Regions from separate parts of the Sus scrofa genome. Here all the other regions are linked to region 1. The links are chromatin contacts, called in public targeted proximity ligation maps. All regions are on one chromosome and are shown on one strand. The core of a region is the stretch at or near the end of the contact, and the rest is flanking DNA. Distances in the headings are between cores, read along the strand shown.

The links.
Region 2: a targeted proximity ligation map of alveolar macrophages shows a contact between it and region 1. A contact is called at or near these places in 1 of 47 Hi-C or Micro-C datasets (embryonic fibroblasts) and 1 of 2 datasets of targeted methods (alveolar macrophages).
Region 3: a targeted proximity ligation map of alveolar macrophages shows a contact between it and region 1. A contact is called at or near these places in 1 of 47 Hi-C or Micro-C datasets (embryonic fibroblasts) and 1 of 2 datasets of targeted methods (alveolar macrophages).

Annotation. Positions count from the first base shown.
Region 1 is chr3:102,609,951-102,614,413 of Sscrofa11.1, reverse strand. No RefSeq gene overlaps it. Among named protein-coding and RNA genes, the nearest start is that of CDC42EP3, 73 kb to the right of the region's middle.
Region 2 is chr3:102,377,461-102,381,923 of Sscrofa11.1, reverse strand. No RefSeq gene overlaps it. Among named protein-coding and RNA genes, the nearest start is that of RMDN2, 72 kb to the right of the region's middle.
Region 3 is chr3:102,394,497-102,398,959 of Sscrofa11.1, reverse strand. No RefSeq gene overlaps it. Among named protein-coding and RNA genes, the nearest start is that of RMDN2, 89 kb to the right of the region's middle.

The DNA of each region.
Region 1 (4,463 bases), core at 1,359-3,858:
TTGAATTTCTTGTAGGATTTTTGGGCAGGTTATTTGGCAGCTGATGATTTGAACATATTTCAATTCAGAGTGAATTTCACAGAGCTTTATTGCCTCTTTCTGGGCCCCTATTAGGGAACAATAAGATGCTGGACTAAGCTTACTAACCACACTTTTTTATAGTCATCTGCTCTTCTGGTGCCTGTTGTGAGTGCTTTATCTTCATCACCTTATGGCTTTTTACTTCATCTGCATGATTGAAAGGGATTCTGAATCAACAGCAGCATTTTACATGGGTGGTGGGGGGTGGCAGATAGAGCTTAGAAGGAAAGAGCCTGATATTACAACAGTCCCCTCTGCATGTGAAGCACTGCCTTTTCTGTTGGTAATGTCTTAATAAGCTTTAATTTTAGAAAAGTTACAAAGATAGTGCTGAGAGTTTCTCTATACTCAATTCCCCTATTGTAGCATCTTACATTACTGTGGTTCATTTTTCACCCTGATGAATCAATAGTGATGTGTTATTATATCATCATTGTTAGCTGACCCCATATTTTATTTGAATTTCCTTATTTGGAACCTAATGTCCTTTTTTTTTGTTGTTCCACGATATGTCATGCTGGATCCCACATGACGTTTAGTCATCATGTCTTCTCTCTTTAGGTTGCTCTTCCACTGTCATCTATTTTTTTTTTTTTTTAATTTCGTGTGTGTACCAGGTTGTGATGTAGTTTGTAGGTGCCAATCCTTCAAATGGAAAGCCACTGGTATACACCAAATTATACTTAGTTACCCCTTTAAGCTCATAACAATAATTGAACGGAAAATGTTAACAAATATGTCCACTATTAGAAGTAAATCTGATGCTAGTGTGTTACAGACAAAAAAAAAGAAAGAAAGAAAGAAAGAAAAGATAGCTATATTTACAGAAAATTGAAGAGCAAATAGCAGGCGTCTTAGAGATGGAGAGAATTTAGGCCTTAATACAATACAGGTCTATAGGGACCCATAGAGTTTTCAAAGCAAGCCCCAGTGTGTTTCCACTAGTGATGTTCATTTCTTTAAGGAATGTGGTTTGTCCTTAGTGACTCATAGCCACGACTTTTACTGATTCTTTTTTGAAGTGTCAGATGTGGTGAGTTGCCTGGGTCTAGAAAGAGTTTGGTACATAGGTTTGAGCTTCATAGGCTATTTCTCATGGGAAAGTCATTTGATGAGACTGAAGATGAAAGATTGCCCCGTCAGCTGTTTTAGGCCATACACAGATGGAATGAAGTAGGGAAGTCAGGGTGTGTGCATTTGTCATAATATTGAGTCCAGATAATTTAATATTAATTTCCTGTCTTATAGTTGGTGGAGAATAGGGAGTGGTAAGGTCAAAGGTGATCAGAAATCCTAAAGTATTTGTTAGTTCTGATAGTATAACCATTAACCCAACAAATTACTTGGGTTACTGTATTTAGTGTGTCCTTATAGACTTTGGAAAGGAGGCAGAAGAGAGACAGAGACAGAGAGACAGAAAAAAACAGATTCAGTGTTTCTGGCTACCCAAAAATAAAATCTCTATGGGGTAGACAAATAAGATTTGACTGGGGTAATTCATCTTTTATGTTTCAAGCCAAAGTGAACAGAATCCATAGACTTAGTGGCTGCAACTAAACAGGATTTGTGTGTATGTTTTTTAAAAATTAATTTCCTAAACTTTGGACCCCATCGTTGGAAGGAATTTTCAGAGACTTAATCTTTTCCCTGACCCCCTCTTAGGTAACTCAGTCACAACTGGCTGTTGACTATTTACTTTTTTTTTTATTTCCTAGGTGTTTTTCATTTTAGTAATTAAAATGAGGTTGGATAGATTACTTGGAAACGTTAAAATAGAACAATGATCATTCTAAATTGTAGCAATTGCTTGATTAAGCACGGATTGAAGATTTTGTGGTACGTTCGACTCATTCATATTTATTTCTCCTGGTTTCCCCCCCCCCCAACTTTGACTATTTTACTAGTTATGAAAATAAAGAGGGAAACAAACAAACAAAAAAATAGAAGTGAACCCATTCTGCATTGCCAAATGATCTGGTGGTTTGGGTGGGTAAACAAGGGACTTGAAAAGGCGAAATAATGCATCCATATTAGTGATAATGAACACACAGACACACACACAGACACACACACACACACTCACCCTTAAATCTCCAGTTAGGACAGACCTTGCCCTAACATCTCAGCACCTCCTTGGCTTTTCATATTTACTTTTAATTCATTCAAGATACTTTGCCGTTTCCAGTCTGCTAAGGCTTGGTATGTCCCTTGGGAAAGTAAATGACAAAAGACCACATGACTGTGGAGGGTAAACACTGCTGAAGGCTGCAGCTGCTGCTTAAAGGGTAATGTGCGGGCTGGTTAGAAGACAAGGCAGTATGTGGAGGAGAGGTTAGAGTAAGAAGAAACAAATTCTGCTCCTTCCCATTGCCTACATTTAGGTCTTCCAGGAAGCAGACACTAGGACAGAATTAGAAATGCATGACTTTTTTGAGGGGGAGGTGGAGGGAAGAGGCAGGGGAGGGAAGAGGAGACAGTGGGGAGGGCCTCAGGTCATGATGCAAATGTGACATATGAAGGCAGAGCAGGAAGGAAGAAGAATTGCGTGGTTAGAGCTTCGGACTGTGGGGCAACTCTGAGAAAGTCTTGGCTAGTTTATGGGGAGCCCTAAAGTAACAGATCCCACTAGAGAAATTCCTCCATTGGGTAGGAATGCCTGGCTTTAGTCTGCCTCCTACCCCACAGTTTATCATTGGCTAGGAGCTGCTCTGGAAACCGTGGGCTTGATATGAATGCTACAATGGATTTCAGAGCTTTGCAAATTGAAGCCAGACAGTTTAATACACTTCTCACTTAAAAATCTCTCTTAAAGGGAGATCTGAGCAGCACCTCTCATGGCTGCCATACCCATGACTCACATTAGTGTCAAAGGTCAAAAGAGGCAAAGACAGTTGAATCTAGTCTTGGATATATGCACCCTGCTATTGTCTCCCCACCTCCCTACTTTCCCTGCCCACTATAGACAATTACAGGAACCAAAAAATTAAGTTACAGTGCTAAGACTTTTCTTTCATCTCCCAAAATTCTAAGACATCTTGCAAAAGTTAGCTTGACCCAGTTCAGTTTCTTCCAGCTATGATATGTGGTCCAAAATCTATCTCTAACAATCTGCAGCATGCTGACTCAACTTGACAGAGACAGAAGCCTCTTGGCAGAAAGGAGTACTATCTCACTTCTCAGATCTGTATGGAAAGGGAAATTGATTCACTGATATTTTCATTCCTTTTTTTTTTTTTTTTTTTTTTTTTGGTGGCGCTGCTTTTAAGTGCTGGAGAATGTTGGTTTTTTATGACTCAAAAGCATAGTTTGTTTTTTTTTTGAAGGTGAAGCGTTAGTTTTAAGAATGGAAGAGAGTTAATCTCTCCTTGTTTCACAGTTTAAGTATGAAAATTGATTACACAGAGCAGGTGGTCCAGAATATTACAGTGAGGGAGCAGGACAGGAGTGCAAGTAAATCACAAGCCAAAAGGTAGTTTCTGAACACCACTCCTTAGGTAAATGCAGCTTTGCAAGGAGCCTTTCAGAATTAGGCTTCTTAAGTTCAGTTGAATCTGCTCATTTATTTTGACCAACATGTTCCCAGCTCCTTCTCATATTTTGTGTCTCTAGGTCTAGATAATAAGATTATCTTCACATGAGCGATAAATCGGAGGCTGACAAGTCACAGGCTCAAAGGGACATGAAATTTTACCTTCAGATTAACAAGGTCTCTCCCATAGTTTCAGCTTTTCCAGATGCAAATTCCAGAGATACTCCATAGGCAACCTCTCTGGCTATAGCACATGCAGGCATCCAAGGAACAGGTGATGCAGTTGATGCAAGAAAGATGGCTAAGCTTAAGCAGAGAAGGGATGGTGGAAGTGGGTGTTAGTGGAGGTTGGAAACCTTTGCAGGGAATCTATTCTATATGTTAGGCTTCCTGCTGCTCCTCTAAGCCGAGCTCCCTGGGGAAGTGATATCTAGAAAATAAAGGAGAGACAAAATTTGCTTAATTTATTTTAAACACACTGCTTGATTTCTTATAAGCTATTTTCATCTCTTTAAGATAAAGTTATATAGTCATGTCCTTTGCTTGCTACTGATTTCATTTTTATTGACAGCATGGTGGAAATCAGTGGTTGCAATGGCTTTCAAAATTGCTTTGGGGGAAAGCCCAGAAATAAATTGAAGCACCTATGGTCAACTAATGGAAGAAAAATAGTTGCTTCAGTGGTGCTAGGAAAACTGGAAAGATACATGTGAAAGAATGAAAGCACAAAAGTAAACTGAAAATGGATTAAAGACCTAAATATAAGGCTGGATAATATAAAACTCCTAGAGGAAAACATAGGCAGTGTTCTCTTCAACATAAATCACAGCAACATCTTGTTTGTTCCACCTCC
Region 2 (4,463 bases), core at 689-3,188, 230 kb after region 1:
TGAAAAGTGACTTGCCTCAGGCCACATAGGTATAGACACAAGGTCCAAATCTGAGATCTTGCACCAAGTCTATTTCTCTTTTTACTTTATCTCATCACCTCTCTCTAACCTACTTCTCTCTCTTTTCTAAATCCAATTCATCCCATTTTCTCTCTCTGTTACAAATGTTCCAAATTCATGGAGAAGAAAAATGGAGGAAAAATTTGAATATAAATGTCAGGTATCCATGTTTGGATTGCCTTGGAGAATCCTTATTCTTGCTTTGTAGCTTGTTTCTCTGTCAACTCAAGGCGCAAAAGTTTCCCCGAGCATTTGAGTCAGCAACAGGTTGGTCCTCTGCCATCCTTTCCTTCAGCCAGGCAGTGCCAACTGTAGCCCACAGGCAATGACTCTACTGCCGTCTTCCCTGGAAAGGAACCAAATGAGGCAAACAGAACTGCAGGGGGGTAACCTCTCAGCCTGGGAAGCCCAGGCAATACCTGTCACTGCTGTAATTGGCTGGAGGCCCAGTGTCCCTCACTGCCTGCCTTGATAGCTTTGGCTGTGAAAACTCTCCTCACAAAGGAGGCTCTCACAGGCTCCAGCCACGGGAGCCCTACAGCCAGAGTTTCAGGAAACTGGGGTGAAATGGACAGAACAAGAGTTTGTCCAAAGACCAAACATGACAGGAGGTTCCCACTGCTTGGAAATCTATCTGTGTGTTCCAGAGGCTTGCAGAACAAAGACCCACACATGGTTATTTTGGCAAGAAAAGGAAGGTTTAGATTATCCTTTTCCACCCCGTGAAAGTGGCCACCTAAGATGTGCATGCTGAAGGAACATCTGTTTTAGCACTAACAGAGCCTCGGCGAGGGCCTCCCTGTGGTCTTCAGAGCAGACACAGCACTAGCAATGGGAGACCCACAGCTGTTGATGCACACATAGTGACGGGTTTCATCTCTCCCTTTCATCTCAGTGTTTCTAAAGTGACAGTGGGCATTGAGTGTGCTCTGATGGGCTCCATTCCCACCAACTCCCACCAGCTCCCACCAGCAGCTTGCAATATCCCGTTAAGGCCACATCTTGCCTCCCTAAGGTGTTATTTTTGGAGAGGGCATTTGGGAAATGACAAAAGCAAAATTTCCATCATGAGCCTTTACACATCTTTCATGCATTGGGTGCTTGAGTGATGGAATTGGATCTGGTATCATCTACTGTGTGTAAAACAACTTCCTCCATCTGGAGCCCAGGTGTGCAGGTTCACCTCTGAGTCCCAGATAGAGATATCAGTGAGTAGTAAGGGCAAGACACATCCTGCTCACCTCCCTTTGTCTACAGAAATGATTTTTTCCTTTGATGTAGAAGGTCAAGATCTAATTTTATTTGTAGATCAAGGTTAGCTGCAATTGAACAGATGAACACACTAAGAATGTGTAAGATTTTGTAACTCCTTTTGAGCATTCAATATGACATAATGGTTAAGAGCTTGCATTCTGGAATCAGAGAGACCTGAGCTCAAATGCCAGCTTTGATTGGTTCTCTGTGTGACCTTAGGAAAGTAAAGCAATTTATCCAAGCTGCATTTTCTTCATCTATAAAGATAGTTATAGTTTTATAGGAGTATTATAGTGATGATTAAGAACACTTGTGAAAAAATAAAATAGGCCATTCACATCACAAAAGCACAATTAATTTATTACTCATTTAAGAAGCATGAACTTTCCACTACCCAACCCCTTTCCAAACATTTCCATCTAGAGCCGTTCATTCTGTCCTCTCCTGCTTTTAGAATGTCCTTATCCTAAACCCAACTTTCTCTAACCTTATCTTCTGATCTTTTCATTTTTATCTACCTTTTGGAGCCACACGTTAAAAGCAAATAATGGTATTGACTGGACCACTGCCTTGCACAGCTCTAAGGGATACCCTTTACATTGCAGTCTGTGTAAATGGCACCCCCTGGTGCCAGCCCTAAAGGAAAGGAGAATAAGGAGGATGGTGGGGAAGAAGAGTTGTAGAGAGATGGGCCATATCCTTTCAGTGAAAATCCCTGCAGAAGTAAGGATCACAAGAACGCGCCACCTTCTCCGGGTAAAGCAGCTACAACACTATCAACACATCTTAATAGAAGGTGATCTCACATCAAAGCACATTATCCTTGGAGTTCCAGTTGTGGCTTAGTGGTTAACTAACCCGACTGGTAACCATGAGGATGTGGGTTCAATCCCTGGCCTCGCCAGTCAGTTAAGGATCTGAGGTTGCCTTGAGCTGTGGTGTAGGTTGCAGAGTCAGCTCAGATCCCTTGTTTCTGTGGCTGAGGTGTAGGCTGGCAGCTACAGCTCTGATTCTGCCTCTAGGCTAGGAACCTCCACATGCTACAGGTGCAGCTCTAAAAAGTAAAAAAAAAAAAAAAAAAAAAAAATTGGAGGAGACGTGACAAGGGCGAAGGAGAACAGAACTTGACCTCTTGACCTCTTTGTTTTGCTAGATAAGTACTTAGGATGCCACTGACATACAAAGCAATCGTGGTACTGAGTCCTTGTGACGACTATTTTCTGGACAATGATTTTGGCCGTTAATCACATGTTATCCTGCAGTATCTCTTCAGTTGCCTTGAATTGTTTATTTCAGCTACTTTAGTTCAGTTTATTTTAGTTACTCTCCTCTTATTTATTTCACTTATTTGTGTCTTTTCATACTGCCTATATTGGGAGTTCCTTGAGGTATATCTGTGTTTTGAACATTTTAAATGACTCCTGTTAAGTCCGGCACAGTGTTGGAGTCAATAATAAAAACATGTCTAATTTGAATATTTAAGTAGACTCTTAAAAGTCTTACTAAAGTTTTACTAAAATTAAAAAATGGCCACTGCAGCAATAGAATAATTCTATTCTGTGTACCCCAGCACTCCTGGGTAAAGTACCCTTGAAGAAATGGCACTACATTCTTATTTGCTTAATGAATCATAATCCCCAAAGTACAAGCATGACACTTATGGGAGTTCTTAGTAATAACTCTTCACGAGCGGTTTTCTCACTCACAGTTTTGTATATGCAGTGATTTTCAGACAACACTCTGTGGAGTCCGTGGGGTTGCGGGGGATGTGTGGAGGGGCAGAAAAAGGGAGAGCAGAGGGTGGGACTCTGGTCAGCCCTCTACTTCACCCTGAACTGGTGCCCTTTAGCTGTTGGGACGTCTCTGTGATATTTCCTCGGGGGGAGGGGGGAGTTGAAAGTCATCCATTAAGCCACTCCTTGGTCACTTCAGAGTGGCAGGGAACATGATCACTTCCATGTTTTCTGCTCTGTAATGGATTTCTAGGTGAAGTGGATTTGAGCTTGGGTCAAAATCCGGTTTTTAATTGCCAAATTTGGCCCTAATACATTTAAAACTCTCACCAGTCCTGGTCTGAAGGGAAGGACCACACCATCCCTATCACTGTCCTGGTCAAGCCTTCCTCCTCCCCTACATCCCTAGCTGGATATGGAGTCACATCTGGAGGAATCCTGGGGATTTTGACAGACACCGTTTAAGAAGTGATGCCCATTTGTGATTTGCTTCAAGTTTGCAGGGAGTTCCTTGAGAACTCCAGTCCTCACCTCTTTTGATGATGGAAAGAAAAAGGGGCCTATTCTACTTTCTGAAAAGGAACTGGTGTGGGTTTTTCTTACTCAGAGATGATAGTCAGTTATCTAAAAATGGGTTATTGACTGCTCCTGGTTGATGATCTTCTCTGGGGAAATTTAGGGAGGAAAGGGACAGGGTGGGTAAACATATTTCCTTTCTTCACTTCTCAGCTAGATTTCTAGGGGTCCATAACAGGAGAGGCCAGGGTAGGACACTCCGATATCTACCTTGGTCTCCAAGATTATATTTTCTGACTGCCAGGCCTCCTCCAAGAGTCATATTTTAAGAAGAATTTAGGGCTCATCCCAAACTCTCATCATTTTATGTGCTATAAATATTTAGATATATCTTAACTCTGCTGGTCCATTGTTTCTGCAAGGTGGAGATAATAATATCTTTCACAGAGGGCATTTGGCCTGATGAAATGAAGATGGATGACAAATAATTAGGATAAGTATAGAATAATGTTGGGTGGGGTCAGTAGCAAAAAATTATTGACTAAGACCTGAACTCTGGAGTGCTAGGAAGGAGAGGGGTGAGGAACACTACATGGTGAAAATGTCATCACACTAGAAAAGAGGACTTTGCTATGATGTCTTCACCCCCACCCTACACACACATACACACACACACACACACACACACTTGTGGAATAGCAAGAAAAAAATTGAACTATGGTCAATACAAAAAAGTACAATAACTGAAATATAAGGAACTGTTCCTGTTTTTCTTTTCTTTCGGTGTTATAATAAATCAAACCAAGCCATGACCAATAAAAACAAACAAGCTTTCTTACAAATCTATGTTAGTTGCACGTAATACACCAGGAAAGAGGAGATTCTCTGAAAGCAATTTTA
Region 3 (4,463 bases), core at 765-3,264, 210 kb after region 1:
GATTGGACTTTTGGACTTCCAACTATTACCAAAAAGTGGGTTTTCTGACACTCTTGTCTAGAAAATGATGGAAACAAGCTACTTCACTTATAGAACCTGTCTCACGATGTGCTCTAAAACTAGAAATTAGCCAAGTGTTTGTTTCCAAGTGACTGGAAACACAAATTGTAGTGACTCCATGTAAATGGTGTACTCCTCAGCAATGAAAAGGAATGAACTCTATTATTAGTTATAATAGCATGGATCAATCTCAAAATAGTTATTCTGAGTAAAGAAGTCAGACTAAAAAGAGGCTATATTGTTTGATGGTTCCAATTATATAAAATGCTAGAAAATAGAAACCAATCTATAGTGACAGAAAGCAGATGACTGGTTGGTTGCCTGGGCATAGCGCTGTGGGCCAGAGAGAGGTAGGAGTAAGGGATTGCGGGGTACATTAGGAAACCTTTGGGGTGATAGCTATGTTCATTATTGATTGTGGTGATAGCCTTATGGCTATAGATATACATCAAAACTTACTAGATTGTGGAGTTCCCTTCGTGGCTCAGTGGTTGACGAACCCAACTAGGATCCATGAGAACACAGGTTCTATATCTGGCCTCACTCAGTGGGTTAAGGATCCCGTGTTGCTGTGAGTTATGGTGTGGGTCACAGACATGTCTCGGATCCCATGTTGCTGTGGCTATGGTGTAGGCTGGCAGCTGTAGTTCTGATTGGACCCCTAGCCTGAGAAACTCCATATGCTGCAGGTAAAGCCCTAAAATAGCAAAAAACAAAAAAACAAAATTCCCAATCTATCCCACTCCCTCCCCCCTCACTCCCCCCCCCACCCCGGCAACCACAAGTCTGTTTTCCATGTCCATGATTTTCTTTTCTGCGGAAAGGTTCATTTGTGCTGTATATTAGATTCCAGATATAAGTGATTTAAAAAAAAAAAACTTACTAGATTGTACATGTTAAATATGCGTGGTCTATTGATTACTAATCATTGTTAATAAAGCTATTTAAAAGTTTAAAATATATATATATATAGCACTTGGTGCTGTGCTGGCATACATTCTGCTCTCAGTCAGTGGGGCTATTTTTATCTTTTTCACACTGGGCTACTGGGCTTCACTCTCACCTGTTTCCATAATAACAGGAGTTAATGACATCCTGATTCTGTGATGTGTCCCACATGGACTCCATCCAAAAACTAAGGGAACCTCAAGTGTTCAATGGAACAAGAGCCATGTAGAAAGAGATTTAAAAATGGGTTGGGTACCCCCTCAACCAAGTGACACTTCCTGGAAAACATGTTACAATCTCTGTTGATGGAAAAAAAAAAAAAGCTTCCTGAAATAGATTTCTGATAACGCCTGTAATTCTGACAGCACATTTTGGCCTGTTTTCTTGCTGTGTCTAGACTGAAGAATTGTTCCAGCTCAGTTGCACAGCCAGAAAATAATACAAGTGACACACAGAAGCAGGTTCTCTGACTCCAAAGCAGGGGTCTTTCCCTCAGTGCTTCCCTTGGCAATTCCTCTGTGTGAGTCTTTGGGCCATGAACTGGCTTGAATTAGGGATAGAGATGGTCTCCAATGGGATAGCAGTATTTATGGGACTTGCCAAAACTCCAACAGGCACCTTGGGAATTCCTTTTCGTTTTCCTAGGTGATCTGCCAAAAATATGACCTCTTCTATCTTCCTCTGAACCAAGCTAACTTAAGCTCCCTTCTAAAACACTGAGGTGTTGGGGAGGGAGAGGATAGTGACTTAAGGAATCATGCCAGTGTTCCCAGAGTCCTTGGACATGCTTATGGATTGGCGTGTCCTTCTCCTACCTCCCATGAACAGAGGGATCAGCCTTGGTTGTTAAGAACTTCTCCTCCAGCAGCATGAGGAAAACATAGCCAGTCTGGTGGCCTGGGCCCAGACCTGGCCATAAAAAGGGATCTCATACCATTAGCAACTTCCTTTTCACAGTTCGTTAATGTGAAATGTCTTGGCAGCTGAAATGACAATGGGGACTCCTTCCTCATCAGTGATTTCACAGGGTTGGGAAACACCCCGTCCCCAGAGCAGCCATGTTGCAGCTGTATTTGCTGCTTAGTTTGTGGCTCTGACAATAGGAAGTTGAGATGCTGGAAAATGCTGGTAGCAGTGGTCAGCTGGCAACCAGATGGCAAGTTGAAATTAACTTTACATGGCAGGTCTAGTGGATACACTAGTTGTATCTGGATACCTAGCTTTGTCCACATCACTAGAAAGCTCTGCTACCAAGGCTGAGCTGGAGATAGTGGAGTAAGCTGAGGAGCCTTAGATGGCCTCAGTGAAGAGATGTGGGGGGTGTGTGTATATGTACACACATATATAAATATATATACACATATGTGCAAAATATAAATAAATGCATTTATTTTTACTCTTATGTTGTCTATCTTCCAAAGAGAGTGGAAAACACAATTATACTAGCCCCTGAGCAGGCTGTCGTCATGAGGTCAGGACATGAAGTTCTATCTAGTATGTTTTCTGGGAGAAGTGACTATTATTTCACAAGCTAAGACCAGAGCTGGAAAATAATAGCTCCCAAGGTCATTTGAAATATATACTCCTTTAAAGACAAAAACAGAGTGTGCGACCCTGCTGACTGAGTCTCTCTATTGGTGCCTAAGACGACATCCTGATGTCATGCTGTATGTTTGAAAATTAAGGCACTGACCTACATTAAACTTCAAGGTTTGTTTTCCTTCTGCGTTGGGTCTCTTGATTTAATTATCAATAGGCAGTGCTCACTCCAGCCCCACCTCTGGCTCCTTACCAAGTAGAAATTGAACGATAGAGGTAAAGGTGGTCTGGTGTAGGGTTTTAACTCTTCTATTTGCCTGGGACAGATTGGCAAGTGTCCTCCAAGAGGCCGCCAGCGACCTGAATCCTGGTATTCATACCCTTATGTAGTTCCCTCCCCTTGGTTATTAACTTGCATCTAGCAAATACAGAAAAATGATGGGATGTCAATTCTGAGATTATCATAAAAAGATGTGGCTTCCAGCTTGAGTGCAAACTCTCTCACACTTTCTCAGAATCTGACTCTGTCTCTCTGAGCACTCCTTCTGTGAGAGTTACCTGTCATGTTGTGAGTTAGGCTGGAGGAGAAAGGACAGCGACCTGCCAATAACGCATAGGTGAGCGTGGAAGCAGATTCCCTCTCCCTTGTCCCCTTTCAGGCATTCAGATGAAACCATAGCTCTGGCCAACAGCTTGCTGCAACTTCAGAGAGACCTTGACCCAGAGACATTCAGTGAAGCTGTACCCAGATGCCCGATCAACAGATACTCTAATAAATGTTTTGTTGTTTGAAGATACTAAGGTTGGTGGTTTGGAGGCAGGGTGGAGGGGTGGTCATTTGTTAAGCAGCAGTAGATAACCAATATGGGTTAATGCTGACAAGGTGATTTCCCCATTAACCACTGAGTGGGTAGGCCAAGTCATCACCAGACTCAGTGGAGAGTACACTTGAGTTGTAAATGAATCCTGATTTTGAGGGGTTTTTCTAAACTTGAGTAGTAGAATCACTGTGTATACTCATCAGATGCATGTTTACCACTGGCTAGAATGGTTTAAAGATAGTCCTGGTCCAGAGGCCAGGTCTACCACAGACTTACTAAAATAGAATCTTTAGGGTGGGACCTGGATCTGTATTTTTGGAAAATTATCCTGGTAATTTTGCTGTTTCATTCATTTTGGAAATCCCTGGAATAAATGACCTTTCCAGGTCGTGTTCTATATTGGCTCCCCATGGTTCTCTGGGTAAGGGAGTTTCACATCTAGTGTTGGTGATGCCCATCAGTGAGCTTAGCATACCGAGCGCTCTTAATGTGAGTGTCAGCAATTTGTAGAACTCCCAAAATTAAGCAGTACCACAAAGGAATGCTTGTATTCCTGAGTCTATTCAAAGTAGTAATGGAGATTCTAGCATAATTCTACAAATAGTTTGTTCTCTGACAACTCAAACATCAATGATGTGTTGCTCAAGTTAACTGTTTTCAGAGACATCGTGGTATGGGGAAGGAGATACTGAGGTTAGGGTCAGAACTGGGGTTAGGTGTTGGTTCCTCTGCTTTGCAGGTGTGTGACCTTGGACAAGTTAACTAATCTCTCTGAACATATTTCTTTTACATTTTAACGTATTTTTAAGAACTTTGTTATAGGTTTTTCTGACAATAAAATTAATACAGATGCCTTCTAAAAAAAGAGAACCTACAGAAAAAGTATTTTGAGGATTTCCCATTGTAGCTTAGTAGTAACAAACCTGACTAGTATCCATGAGGATGCAGGTTCAATCCCTAACCTTTCTCAGTGGGTTAAGGATCAGACATTGCCTTGGGCTACAGGATAGGTCACAGATGTAGCCCAGATCTGGTGTTACTGTGGCTGTGGCATAGGCCCCAGCCGCAGCTCCAATTGGACCCTGGCCCAAGAAC